3 separate regions of the Sus scrofa genome follow, and all the other regions are linked to region 3. The links are chromatin contacts, called in public Hi-C and HiChIP or PLAC-seq maps. All regions are on one chromosome and are shown on one strand. The core of a region is the stretch at or near the end of the contact, and the rest is flanking DNA. Distances in the headings are between cores, read along the strand shown.

Evidence for each region. Hi-C and Micro-C count contacts between places; a contact is called where the count stands out from the background. HiChIP or PLAC-seq counts read pairs in DNA pulled down with a chosen protein or histone mark.
Region 1: an H3K27ac HiChIP or PLAC-seq map of alveolar macrophages shows a contact between it and region 3. The contact joins two enhancer-like sites. A contact is called at or near these places in 3 of 47 Hi-C or Micro-C datasets (blood, embryonic fibroblasts and subcutaneous adipose tissue) and 2 of 2 datasets of contacts at active chromatin or transcription factors (alveolar macrophages and skeletal muscle).
Region 2: a contact with region 3 is called in a Hi-C map of heart right ventricle, with 2.0 times the contacts expected there. The contact joins the promoter of LOC106507937 here to the enhancer-like site in region 3. A contact is called at or near these places in 2 of 47 Hi-C or Micro-C datasets (heart right ventricle and subcutaneous adipose tissue) and 2 of 2 datasets of contacts at active chromatin or transcription factors (alveolar macrophages and skeletal muscle).

Annotation. Positions count from the first base shown.
Region 1 is chr11:8,608,296-8,612,281 of Sscrofa11.1, forward strand. FRY (protein furry homolog) reads left to right here. Exons shown (of 65, transcript XM_021065177.1): 5 at 431-521; 6 at 743-822; 7 at 922-1,002. Among named protein-coding and RNA genes, the nearest start is that of FRY, 92 kb to the left of the region's middle. Within about 2 kb of position 1,641, at least 8 of the 83 cell types and tissues checked have an H3K27ac peak or open chromatin away from gene starts, as enhancers often do. A contact at or near this core is called in alveolar macrophages, where this site is marked.
Region 2 is chr11:8,641,523-8,645,668 of Sscrofa11.1, forward strand. LOC106507937 reads right to left here and starts at 2,801. Exons shown (of 3, transcript XR_002336484.1): 1 at 2,343-2,801; 2 at 997-1,805. All of the region lies in intron 17 of FRY (protein furry homolog), which reads left to right.
Region 3 is chr11:8,402,869-8,406,826 of Sscrofa11.1, forward strand. All of the region lies in intron 1 of LOC110255743 (a long non-coding RNA gene), which reads left to right. Among named protein-coding and RNA genes, the nearest start is that of FRY, 110 kb to the right of the region's middle. Within about 2 kb of position 2,468, at least 32 of the 83 cell types and tissues checked have an H3K27ac peak or open chromatin away from gene starts, as enhancers often do. A contact at or near this core is called in alveolar macrophages, skeletal muscle and subcutaneous adipose tissue, where this site is marked.

The DNA.
Region 1 (3,986 bases), core at 391-2,890, 200 kb after region 3:
CGCCTACTGTAGCCCTGCTCCCTTTGGTGATCCTATTCTTTCTTTCCATTGTGTCGCTCTTTGTACAAGATCCTTTCCGTGTCTGCCGCGAACACGGTGGCCCTGGGTGGTGTTGGTTACAAAAGACAGGATTCTCAGGTTGAAAGGTATCTTGGAAAACTCCACAAGATGAAATTGGAGACTCATGAGTGGCTGCTCAAGTTGACATGGCTGAAAATTTAAAACGGGAGGTCGAGTATTCTGCTGCAGCATTTGTCCACGGCACCACACTGACTCCAGGAGTAACTTTAGTATGTGTTTCCCCCTGCAGTTTAGTCATAACAAAAGGGGTTGGCAGTCCATTGGGGATGGATCCTAGATTTTTGGTGAATTATATCACTCTGAGTATGTTTTCAGTGTGCATTTCATGTGAATATTTTAAATTTTACAGTGATGAACAGCAGCGGGATTATTTAATGGAAAGACGCGACCTTGCCATTGATTTCATTTTTTCTTTAGTATTAATAGAAGTTTTGAAACAGGTAAGTCATTAATTTAATGTTACCACTAGATAACATTTATTTTCTAAAAACTACTTAGAATTTTAAGGTCTAAGTTTACCATTCGTGATTCAGATAGGAGCTCATATCAATTATATTTATTGATTGCTAAAAGCCATATATAGCCATTGAAAGTACTCTTACTGATTTAACCTTTAATATTCCCTTCCACGTCAAGAGCCATCTTTTTTCTTTCTTTCCAGATTCCACTTCATCCTGTAATAGACAGTTTAATACATGATGTTATCAACTTGGCTTTCAAGCACTTTAAATACAAAGAAGGGTAAAGTAATTTCTCATCTTTGAGTCTGAAAAACTAAATCAAGTTTGCTCTCTGCAGATGACCTGAGATCCCTAACTTTTTGAATTGTATCTTATTTAGGTACCTTGGTCCTAACACTGGCAATATGCACATTGTCGCCGACCTGTATGCAGAAGTCATCGGAGTGTTGGCACAAGCTAAGTAAGTGAACCTCAGAATCTTTTGCCATAGGAACATGAGTGCCTCTGCAATGCCAGCCCAGCCTGTTCTCAGGAAGGGGGATGGTATGAGCTTGCAGGAAATGAGGGTTCTTTTCGCTACATGTGCCCAGTCTCTGAACCTCACTGAAAGCTCCCCAAAGCAAGTACCAAGCCTTTGTCTAGTGTTTCTGTTACTTTTGTTCCCTTGGCAGTTGGGCCAGATCCTATCAAGCGTCCATGAGTTTCAGGCTATTGCATCAAAGAAAGAAATGGACTCACCCAAGTACCTTTCTTCCCACCCAATTTCCCAAAGAACTCTATCAGTTTTAAAAGTTTTGTTTTCAATAGTCCATGACTGGGTGATTACGATACAGCATCTGTGAGTGGGAAAATTCCATCTAGAATGTCTCTTTACTATAGACCTTACTTAATTCAGCTAAGCTAAAAATGTCCCAGGCTCTGTCATGGAAACAAGTTGGAAAATTCTCATTGCTAAATTTATCTGGCCCCATAACACTACTTAGCAGGCTACTTAGACTATTAGAAATAATAGACTTCTTCCAAAAGTGATGTCACACCCTATCACCCATCTTCATCTTACTCAACCCTGAGGCAAGTTGGGCAAGATCCTGAATGCCTAGGTTAGGCAAAGTGAGCAGAGAGGCCAGCTTGGAGCAGCGATGATGCCCTGCTCCTTGTGAAATGCAGTCCTCAGATTTTTATCTTCAAGAGATGGAAATTTCCCAACTTAGCAGCATGGAAATACTCAATTTATCAAAAACAGCTTTTTATTAAAAATACTTACTCCGTAAACCTTTCCTAGCCAAAACACAGACAAGAACTCAGGAAACAGACCCAGAAAAACTTCTTGAGGTGACTTATTTAATCTAACTCCATTTATTTGTTTATCTTGGCTATTTCTTTTTTCTAACACGTAAAACATCAGTGTTAGCTGTAAGAGAGGGAGATACAGTGGGAAATATCTAACTCAAAAACGGACAGCAAAAGAGGAAAGAAAAAGTGGCCAAATCATGCATAAGAACTAAAGAAAAGGAAGTTCCCGCTGTGGTTCAGCAGGTTAATGATCCCATTTATCTCTGTGGAGGCACTGGTTTGATCCCCGGGCCTGGCCAGTGGATTAAGGATCCAGCCTTGCTGCAGGTGTGGTCTAAGTCACAGCTCCAGCTCACATTCTATCCCTGACAACAAGAACTTCCATATGCTATGGATGTGGCCCAAAAGAGGAATTAAAAAAAAAAAAAGAACTAAACAATACAATTAGCTGGACCATTTTGCATGAGAATATATTGAACTTTTATTATAGCCCATTGAAATAATTGTGGTTCATGAGTTATCAAAAAAAAAAGAGTTTAATGCATTTTGGAGAGATTTCCATTACAATTGAATAATAAAAGTATTGGCTTTTTGAAGGGATAAGCTGCAGTTATCTGGCAAATTAACTCATGTGTACCTACCTCATTCATAGAAAAGATCAGAAAAATGTGTTGTTAATATGTCTTTGGCTGATTTGCCAAACCCTGAAAATCTCATCATATTCCTCTGTAATTATCTCGGCATAACTCTCTGATACATTCATTTGGAAAGTTTAATATGCCGGAAATGACTCCTTGGGTTTTTCTTAATTTTTGTGAATTATGCTTAACAAAATCAGATGCTTATAGAAGGACTTTCCTTTCAACTACATTGATTTTCAATGGGTTGAGAATGACTTGAGAAACAATGTCATAACCTAAGCAACATTATAAGGTTGTAGGAATTTCTATATTAGGTCAGATTTATGATCTACCAAGCCAATATTTTCTTGCCAACGTGGCTTTTTAAATTTTCATGATGTCAGTATTTATCTCAATTCTGCAGTGGTAGGCTATAATAAATGCCTCGATATGGACAATGATCCAGTACTTTCTAGTCACAAGAAAATGCTTTGGCCAATGGTTTCTTGCAGTATTTGCAGCAATATATAGTAATCACCATGATATATTCTCAACCAGTCAATATAGAGTTAACCCTTTGATAGAGGTACAATTGTAAACTGGTGTCATTTACAAATTATCACATCACATTTTGGTCATAAGTCTATCAGGACCATTATTATTGCCTTGGAAAATGACTGCTTCCTTTGTTCTCAGGGGGACAAAAAGGATGTATGCTTATCTGGTATATGTTGGTTATTTATTTTTTTTAATTTGAGTAATGTAACAGTTCTAATTTTAGATTCTATATCTAGATCCCAATGGTAATTCGTATGAATTATTTTCTTCATTACTCTTCATTTATTCTTTATTTGTTATTATTTATTTATTATTTATTTATTTATACTCTTCTTTACTCTTCATTTATTCTTTAGCTGTTAATATTTAGTTTGATCTTTAAGATTTAGGAGAAACAGTATTTTTAAAAAATTTTATTTTATGGATGTTCCCAAGGCATATGGAAATTCCCCGGCCAGGGAATGAATCAGAGCCACAGCTGCAACCTACACCATAGCTGCAGCAACACCAGATCCTTACTGCACTGCATCGGGCCAGAGATCAAACCTGTACCTCTGAAGTGACTGGAGCTGCTGCAGTTGGATTCTTAATCCCCTGTGCCATGGTGATGGCACTGTTTTCAGTGGTGAATCACTGTTTTCAATCTTACTGGTGATAATATACTTAATTCCTATCATTAAGGGGCCAAAGAATGTGTATTTCTCTTGAGTTTTCAGTTGGTGCTTATGCTGCTGATCGGGGGGCCACACTTTGAGAACCACTGGTTCAGACATCACTGAGCATAGAGACAAACCGTAGGAACACTAGAGCCAGACCTGTGGAGTAAAATTCTGGCTCTGTCACTTATTAGCTGTGTGACTTTATCACATTATGACATCTCTGCCTCTAGTTCCTCTTCTTTAAAGAGGGTATGATAGGAGTTCTCCTGTGGTGCAGTGGGTTAAGGATCTGGCATTGTCACTGCAGCAGCTTG
Region 2 (4,146 bases), core at 1,551-4,050, 240 kb after region 3:
GTCTGAGACCTACACAGCCTCAGGGGGCCAAGAAGGTGGGGAACGGGTCCCTAAGCTAATTTCAGCCCCCGAGAATCCTGCCAAAGTCATACATTTATCCGCCTCCCCCTCCTCCGTAAGAAGGCCCAGTCCAGCTCGAACCTAAAGTTCGTTTGCTTTGAGTGAAATATTATTATAAGTCAATCTGATTTTTCTCATGTTGATCTGACATTCTGGTTGACAGGTGTGCGTGTCTTTAACTTAAAAATCCAAAGTTTCTTATTACCTCAATGCCTTTAGAAGGCAAAATCATTAGAAATGGGGTGTATGGAGGGGATAGAATAAGGAAGAACAAAACGCCATCCTTGATTTTCAAAAAAAGCAAGAAAAAAGAGTTTAGAAACCCAGTGATAAAAAGAAATGGGAGTAAGACTAGAGAGAGAGATTTTTCAACTCCCCTTTTCTATTAGCTGAGGCATTTGGACGGCTGGAGTTTTTACGCAGGAGAAAACCATGATAAAAAAGGGCAATTGGGGCTGGTTAATCTGCTAACGGTGGGACAGAGGAAAGGCCAAAGAAGGATAACGGGTATAAATGCTGCCTGGGCGAAAGATGCATGAGGCCGAGCCTCGCTTACTGATACTCTGTAGTCTTGGGAGAGGACCGTCTCATCAACATCCAAAAAATGGCCCAAGCCCTGCCGATCACCCGGTGGCCTCCGGTGGCTCTGAGTGTCCCCATGGGGAGCGCTGTGTCCCAGTGATTGTGGTCCTGATGTGTCCCGCTCTGCACAGCCCGTCTGGACGCCTGTGTTGATCACTTCTGGCCGTCTGTTAATAGCTTTATAGCCACTGTCCAGCCCCACCCGCTTCACTGCTTTCCTTCTTCCCGTGGGCACTAGCCCAGGATGGTGCTGGCTCGTGAGCTTTACGGAACATGCCCTGCTTGCATAACCACTGTGTCAAGCCTTGCCGTTCTCCAGCCACAGCCGTCTACCCTTCCGCCGACGTGTGTTACCTGTAACCTGCCATCTGTTCTTTGCTCTAAGCAGCCACCTCCAGGCCACGGGTCCTTCTTTCTTCTGTTGCATGTCTAGGACATACTGTAAGAAGAAGATAAACTGAAAACAGATTGCATCCTAGGCGTTTGCTGAGGCCCAGCCACCAGAACGTGAGCCTGGAGCGCCTTCATCAGAAATAGGGGCGCAGTGAGCAAAGAGGGAACACAGGCCTGGATCACAAAGGGGCTTCCAGGGCCGGGGGAGGAGAAGATTGACGGAGGAGCAGCAGGTGGATTCCCCGTGGATAATAAACATGGTGATTTGGGAGGCGGGAAGCAGAGGCATAGAGAGATTGAGACGCTATCAAGCATCATCCACGCCAACACGGAGTCTCCCAGGATGATGGCGAAGTCATGGGAGAAATGTGGAGAATGAGGAAGAGCCATGAGACGAGCGCCAGGATTACCCAGAGATGGGAAGGAGCAGCCATGGGCAGCAGCGGGAGGGTGGGACCACAGGCGGGTCCCAGAGGGGGTGCCTGGTGAACGGGTTGGCTGTGGCAGTGAGCACTGCGGGGCCGAAGACCCACCATCCGAGAAGGGGAGGCGCCGGCAGAGTTGCGGAGGAGGTGCCCCCCCCCCCCCGCCGTGGGAGTAAATCCCAAATTTTGCTTCCCTGCTTTGCCATTTTCCTGGCCATGTGATCTTGACACGTCATGTAATTCCTCAGCCTGTCTTCTTCTCTTGGTGAAGCTGGAATAGTACTGCCTGTTTCTTGAGCTGGTTGCCAGGGCTAAAGTGGCAGTAGACACAGCCCTTGGGTTAATCTGAGGGAAAATGTGACAGCAGGGAAAGACGGTCATGGGTTAAACTGAAGAGGAAGGAAAGGTCACTTATTTCCTTGACGTTCTCATTGGCTGGCGATGATTCTGTAACTAAACGCTTTGAAATGCTAAGTGTTTTGAAGGTCATGCAGCCTTCTGCTCGGGTCTCTAATGCTCTCTGGCTGTGAATCTATCAGGGGACCATTAATTGAAGCCACCCCCCTTGGCCATACACAGTATAGCCGCTTGCATGCGTTGTCTCAAAACAGGAGGCCCTGGTAGCGAACCTGATGCTGCCCTGAAGACTCACCTGGAGAATTGGGGAGGGGGCAATAGGAGGGAGGAGATAACCAACCTTCCAGAATCTTCGGTGCTGGAATCCATCTTGGCGGAGCGATGCCCACACCACCAAGAAGGACCCTGGGCCAGACCAAGTATGGGCTGAGCAGGCCAGTTGGCCAGAGACAGAAACTAACCCCATTTGCATCCACCCTGAGACCGAGAGGCCCCTGGCAGAGCGGTCCTCCTGGGCCCCCTCACCCGCTGCTCTCTGCCTGGGCGCTCCTTCCCAATCAAGTCTCTCCCGTGGTGGGCACAGTTCATCTCCGAGTGTGAGACAAGAGCCCCCTTCCTGCAGCAGATCCCCGTGGGAGATGCAGACCTCTGCAGCGGCCCCGACAGCCTCATCCAGCGGCGCCTGGATCTGCAGCCCGGGGTGCCCGGCGGTGGGGAGGGCATTCGGTCAGACGTGATTGGAATGGCAGCGCTATTTATAGCGTGTCGTGTTCCATATCACGTACATTCTCACAAAGCCCCCAGCGCTGGGGACCGGTTTTATGAGGGGGAAGGACAAATAAATAATCCTGAGAGTTGGAGTCTCAGGGCACAGTCAAGAAGATGACTGGCCTTATATGGGAAGCCTGTGAAGAGGCCTTTTTCCCAAGCATCTGAAGCAGCCAGAGGCCCTTCTCCTGGCGGGATCACTGGCCGAGCTGGCCCTCGCACAGGGCTGTTAACCCTGGGAGCCTGAGCCCCTTCCGATCTCAAGGGTGGAGGACAAAAGCGCAGAAATCGAATAGCCATGAATGTGGGTTTCACGTCTTGAGTCGCTTTACTCCCCCGAGGCCAGTCACATGTGGATGCAGTTGCCACCACACCCTGGAGACAGGAGAGCTTCTATGTCAGACTCTTCCCGGCCACATCCACGGTACATTGTTACTGGAGAAGAAACTTCGTTTTCTTCATCATTGACAAAATGAGATCAAAGTTGGTGTGGGTTCCCCGTCCGTCACAGCTCAGTTTCCTGAATAAAAAGTTTCTTTTTAAAAAAAATTTTATTATACTGGATTTACAGTGTTCTGTCAATTGCTGCTGTATAACAAAGGGACCCGGTTATATCTATATTATGTATGTGTGTGTGTGTGTGTGTGTGTGTGTGTATACGTACAGATATATATACACCCATTCTTTTTTTCACATCATCCTCCCCCATGTTCCTTCACAAGTGAGTGGATACAGCTCCCTGTGCTCGACAGCAGGATCTCATAGCTTATCCGCTCCAATTGCAATAGTTTGCATCTGCTAACCCCAGACTCCCAGTCCATCCCTCTCCCTCCGCCTCCCCCCTTTTTTTCCTGAATAAGGAATTTCAAGGATTGGTCCCAGGCGACGGCCCCCAGCCAGTTCAGGGATTGGCTGAATCCCCTTAGGCTTGTATTAGTAAGTTGAACATAACAGTGGTTCACAGAACAAAAGAAGAAGGAGGGCTCCCTTCTCTTCTCGGCTCCTGCCATCTTTTTTTCCTCTCTCCCAAATGCTTCCTGCGCTATCCTTGACCACAGGAAGGACCTTCTCCCCCGACAGGCTCCTGCCCTCTCCTGTACAGGCACAAAGCATTGGCGGTTCCCTATGAACCCTCCTTCCGAAAATTTGTCGTAGGGTTGTGCAAATTAAACATTGCACATAAATCACTTAGCAAAGTGCCTAGAACACAGTAAGCTCTCAGCAAATGTTCGTTATTATTTTTAGGCGTCTTTAAATTTGAATCGCATATTATGCCATGAGGTACAATGCCTTTGCATAGACATCGTGTTAGGAAAGCTGGGCACGTATTCATTCCTATTTTCAGACTAGGCGATTGAACTTCAGAAGAGCAAAGTCAGTTGCCCGAATTTACAGATTTTTTCCTGAAGCCAAATGGAAGTGACAGATGTCATCAGGTTTATGCAAAATGGCAGATGAACACATTTCATGCAGTGTTTCTTTACAAATTGTGGAACTCTCTGAGGTAACACATGCAAAGCTCCACAGTTGTCTGTGGTGTTTGAATAATATTTATCACTTA
Region 3 (3,958 bases), core at 1,218-3,717:
GCAATTTTACCTCATTTTCTGCATTGAATACACTTGATTTTGAATAAAGTGAGATAAAGGAGAGAAAAAGGCAAGGAATATTGAGAAAGCTTGTTTTCAGTGTGTATATGAACAACATGTATTTATAAGGCTGGAGATATTTAAGTGCATACTTAGGTGGTTTGGGTCTAGAAATTTAAAAAGTCCTCATAGAAGTAGTGGAAAGAAGCTCCATGTAACTTAGGAAGGATGTATTATGCTTATAGAGCACCGTAGAATCGTCACTGTGTTCGACTCTAGTTTGAGTTGCTCTGTTTCTGTGCAGACAGCCCCCTCCATTCAGGCTAGTGATGCCGCCAGACTCCCTGCTCACCCACATGTTCCTGTTTTACTAAGACCCCCGGGAGCAGCTAACACGTTGACCTACCCCCGTTCTTCACTTGTTCTCGGGACCACGCACTCTCCCGCCTTCCTCGTACGTCCCTGGCTGCTCCTTTTCCATCTTCATGGCTGGTCCCCCTTCCCTTGCCCAACTGTTGATGCTGAGTGTCCCAGGACCCTGGGTCCCCAGCCTCCTCTTCCTGATCTACCTGCTCTCTGAGCCCATCTCCTTCAATCCCATCTGCTGTCATGGAGGTCCTGGAGGCCTTCACCTGGAGGTCCTGGAGCCTTTCAGACTGAACACGGCCAAAGTTGATTTCCTATCACACACCCGTTCCTCTCCTGCTTTCCCCATTTCGGCACATAACACCATCACCCAACATCGAGATAAAAAAAAATCTAGGGCTCATCCTTCTTGATGTTCTTACCTTCACCCTGCAGGTTCAGGGCATCCTAGCAACCCGGCCTCTACAGCAGATCCACACCCACCTGTCCCTTCCATTTCCGTTATCAACACTCTAGCCCACACCACCGTGGTTTCTGACCCTCGCCCACTGGCCCATCGCCGTGGCCGCCCGGTCCTGTCCCTGCGGTCACTTCTCTCCACAGCAGCCGAGTTAACATTTGCCACACACGCCTTCCCCCACTTCGCGTTTCCCAGTAGCATCCTCTGTACCTGCCGTAATACCCAGTCGCTGCCCTGGCGTACAAAGCCCTTGCATCCCCGGGGCCCTGCCCAGGTCTCCAGTATTGTTCTCTGTCGCTCCTTTGTTTTAACCCCGGCTACACTGATTGCTTCGTATTCTCTAACACATCGAGTCCGTTCCTACCACAGGGCTTTTGCAAATGCTGTTTCTGGTCGAGAAGCTCCACCTCCCACCTGTGGCTCCTTCTTACCTTTCACATCTCAGCCTGATTCCCGTCCTCAGAGACACTTCCCCACCTCAAATAGTCACCCGGTAGCACGTCACTCGGCTTTAAGGCTCCCCTGTCTTTGCTCCTGTCTGATGTTATCTTGCTTATCTATTTATTAATTATCTGTTTATTAATTTTTACTTTTTAGTCTGTGTGTGGACATACACCCCTATACTGTACGCTCTGAGAGCAGGGGCCTTGGAGGTCTTATTTGCTGTCACAACCTTGGCGCTTGGAGCAGTGTGCTTAGAAGATGCTCAAAACTTGCATTCCGAACAAATAATGAACCCATTCAAGCAACCGCGAAATCTGTTAAAGGGGGAAATGGATGTTTTAAGTCAAGGTCAAGTCTTGGCTGATCGAGCTCAATTCCTAAGGACTAATCAAAAACATAAAATCAAACTTCCTGTTAGTTAGCCAATTCAGTTCTTTTCTCTGCATTTGTGAGCCAGGCTGCCATCAAGAAAAAGCATGACGGCCCTGTAAGTCTAATAGGTTTCTGATTAAATGCATGGAAGAAGAGAATGTGACTGGGACACAGGATTCCCATGACCTATCGTGTCTGGATTCTCATTCTTTTTGATGAGCTTGTGGCCATAAACGTCAAGTCGTTTGGCAGGAAGGGAAAGTCTGGAGTAGTAAGAGCTACTCAAGTGGACGCCCCACGGCTCTCTCCAGTCTTCCTTTTTTTCTGCTCCAAGATGCAATAAAAAGTGCAGCAGACGTGAGCCTAGGAGGGTCTCTGTCGGAACTGACCGTATTGCAGGGCCTCACCTGTGGGGCCAAAGCACCTGTGTGAACCGAAGTCCGTCTCTCCGCTAGGCCACGCCCTTCCCTCAGGGGAGCTCTGTGGCCAAGCCCATTGACCCACTTAGAGATCCAGGGATAAGGAACTTTCTGTTTATTTGCAATTGGGCGCTATTTATGGCATTCTAATCACATGGCACTGGGAAGACTGTAATTACAGAGATTTGTATGAGGAGAGTATAGAACACTCCCTGTTGGACTTATCTTTGGGGATTTAGTACTGAAAGCATTGCAAATAGTTTTATTTAGTATTGAAAATTGTTGCCTATGGCCTCTCGCCAGTTCCCCATTCCTCCTTTCTCATTTCACAATTGTAGAATGCTGCTGGTGTAGTTTTCCTCTGTTTTGAGCCCCACCCTTCCTGTTGCTAAGCAGATGAACTGGATTGCATAAATTGTCAATTACTCAGCTGTGACAGTGAAAAAGACCGGCGGGCAATAGCCAGAAATGGGGACAGCTCCTTCTCGCCTGTGGATGGATTTAGGATTAGATGATAAAGAGTCAAAAGGCAATAGGTGACATTATCATAAGGAAAAGTTGGATTTATAGTTACCAACTGGGACAATTGGGGAAGAGGACAAAATACCTCCTTCCTCTTGTGCTAATTTTCTTTACATATGTATTCAGAAAGACCTGAGCAAGCTCCTCTCCTTTCAGACTATTTCTGGAAGTGAGTTCAGTATTTTCCCCCACTGTAAAAGTAACTTCCTGTCATGACCAAAAGAAAAAAAGCAGAAAAGATGTGGAAGGAAAAACATGAAACATTAATTTTATGTCTTTAAACAAACCCTATTAGCATTTGTGCTTATTTCCTGCAGAGATTTGTATTCATTATATTGGGTTGATTAAATTTGTGTGTTTATTTCTTCATTTATGCCCAGTTATAATTTACATACTTTTATCCTTAGTTTTAGAATATTTATTGAGTAGCAGGTATGAATTTATTTTAGTATTTCAGGTTAGGTTGACTCCCAAATCTGAAGTCACTTCTAAATCTATATGTATTAAAGGAGCATATTTGCATTTCTGACCCCCATTTAAAAAGAGCTGACGTTGCTTCTGGTGATTAAGCTTTCCTCATCTTATTTATTCAACTTCTTTTCAATAAAGCAGGTTTAGTCCTGCAGGTGTCCATCAGACATTCAGCTCTCATCAGGTCACCTATGGCATCCTCTGCAAATTTTCCACAGACCAAGCATTGAATAGGATTATAAAGATTTCCTTTTGGAGCCCTAATGTTTCCTGACTCCACTCACCTGTAAGAGTCTAATACGCACAATGCTACCTCTGGCTCCCCAGAGGGCGGTAAACAGTGTGTGTGGGCATAAATAGCACACCGTCAGGTTGTAAGATCTGGGTATTTGGTTTTCTTTGACGAGCCATTCCCCTCCAGACACATTAGTGGCTTCCCAAAGAGCTCCTTTGCAAATAGCTCTAGAAAAGGCAAATGAGGAACTCAGAAAGGCGTGTTGCCAATAGGACAGCAGAGGGCGCTAGAGTAATGTTGTAATGTGCCTCTGCTTTTCCCTTTGCTCGGCCGTCAGAAAAAGAAAGCTTTTAAAATAATGCACTACCTTGTCTTTGAACACATCGGCTGGAATTTACACAACACAGCTTTATGATGTGAGCCAAACATCTGTTGTTATCATTCTCATCAGCTTTTTCCCAGAAGCAGATCTTTTCTTCTCATGCTGAATTTAAGGAAAGCGTCTTTAACAGTCTCTTCTTAGACAATTGTTTTTAAGGAAAGCACATTCTTATTCTTCCAAGATTGTGAATTTCTCCTCTCCCAAGCGGTAGTCATGTTTGCTAAAATACTTAGTAGTTCTAATCCGATAGATATTAAAGAAATGAATTATTTCCAAACCAGCTTTTT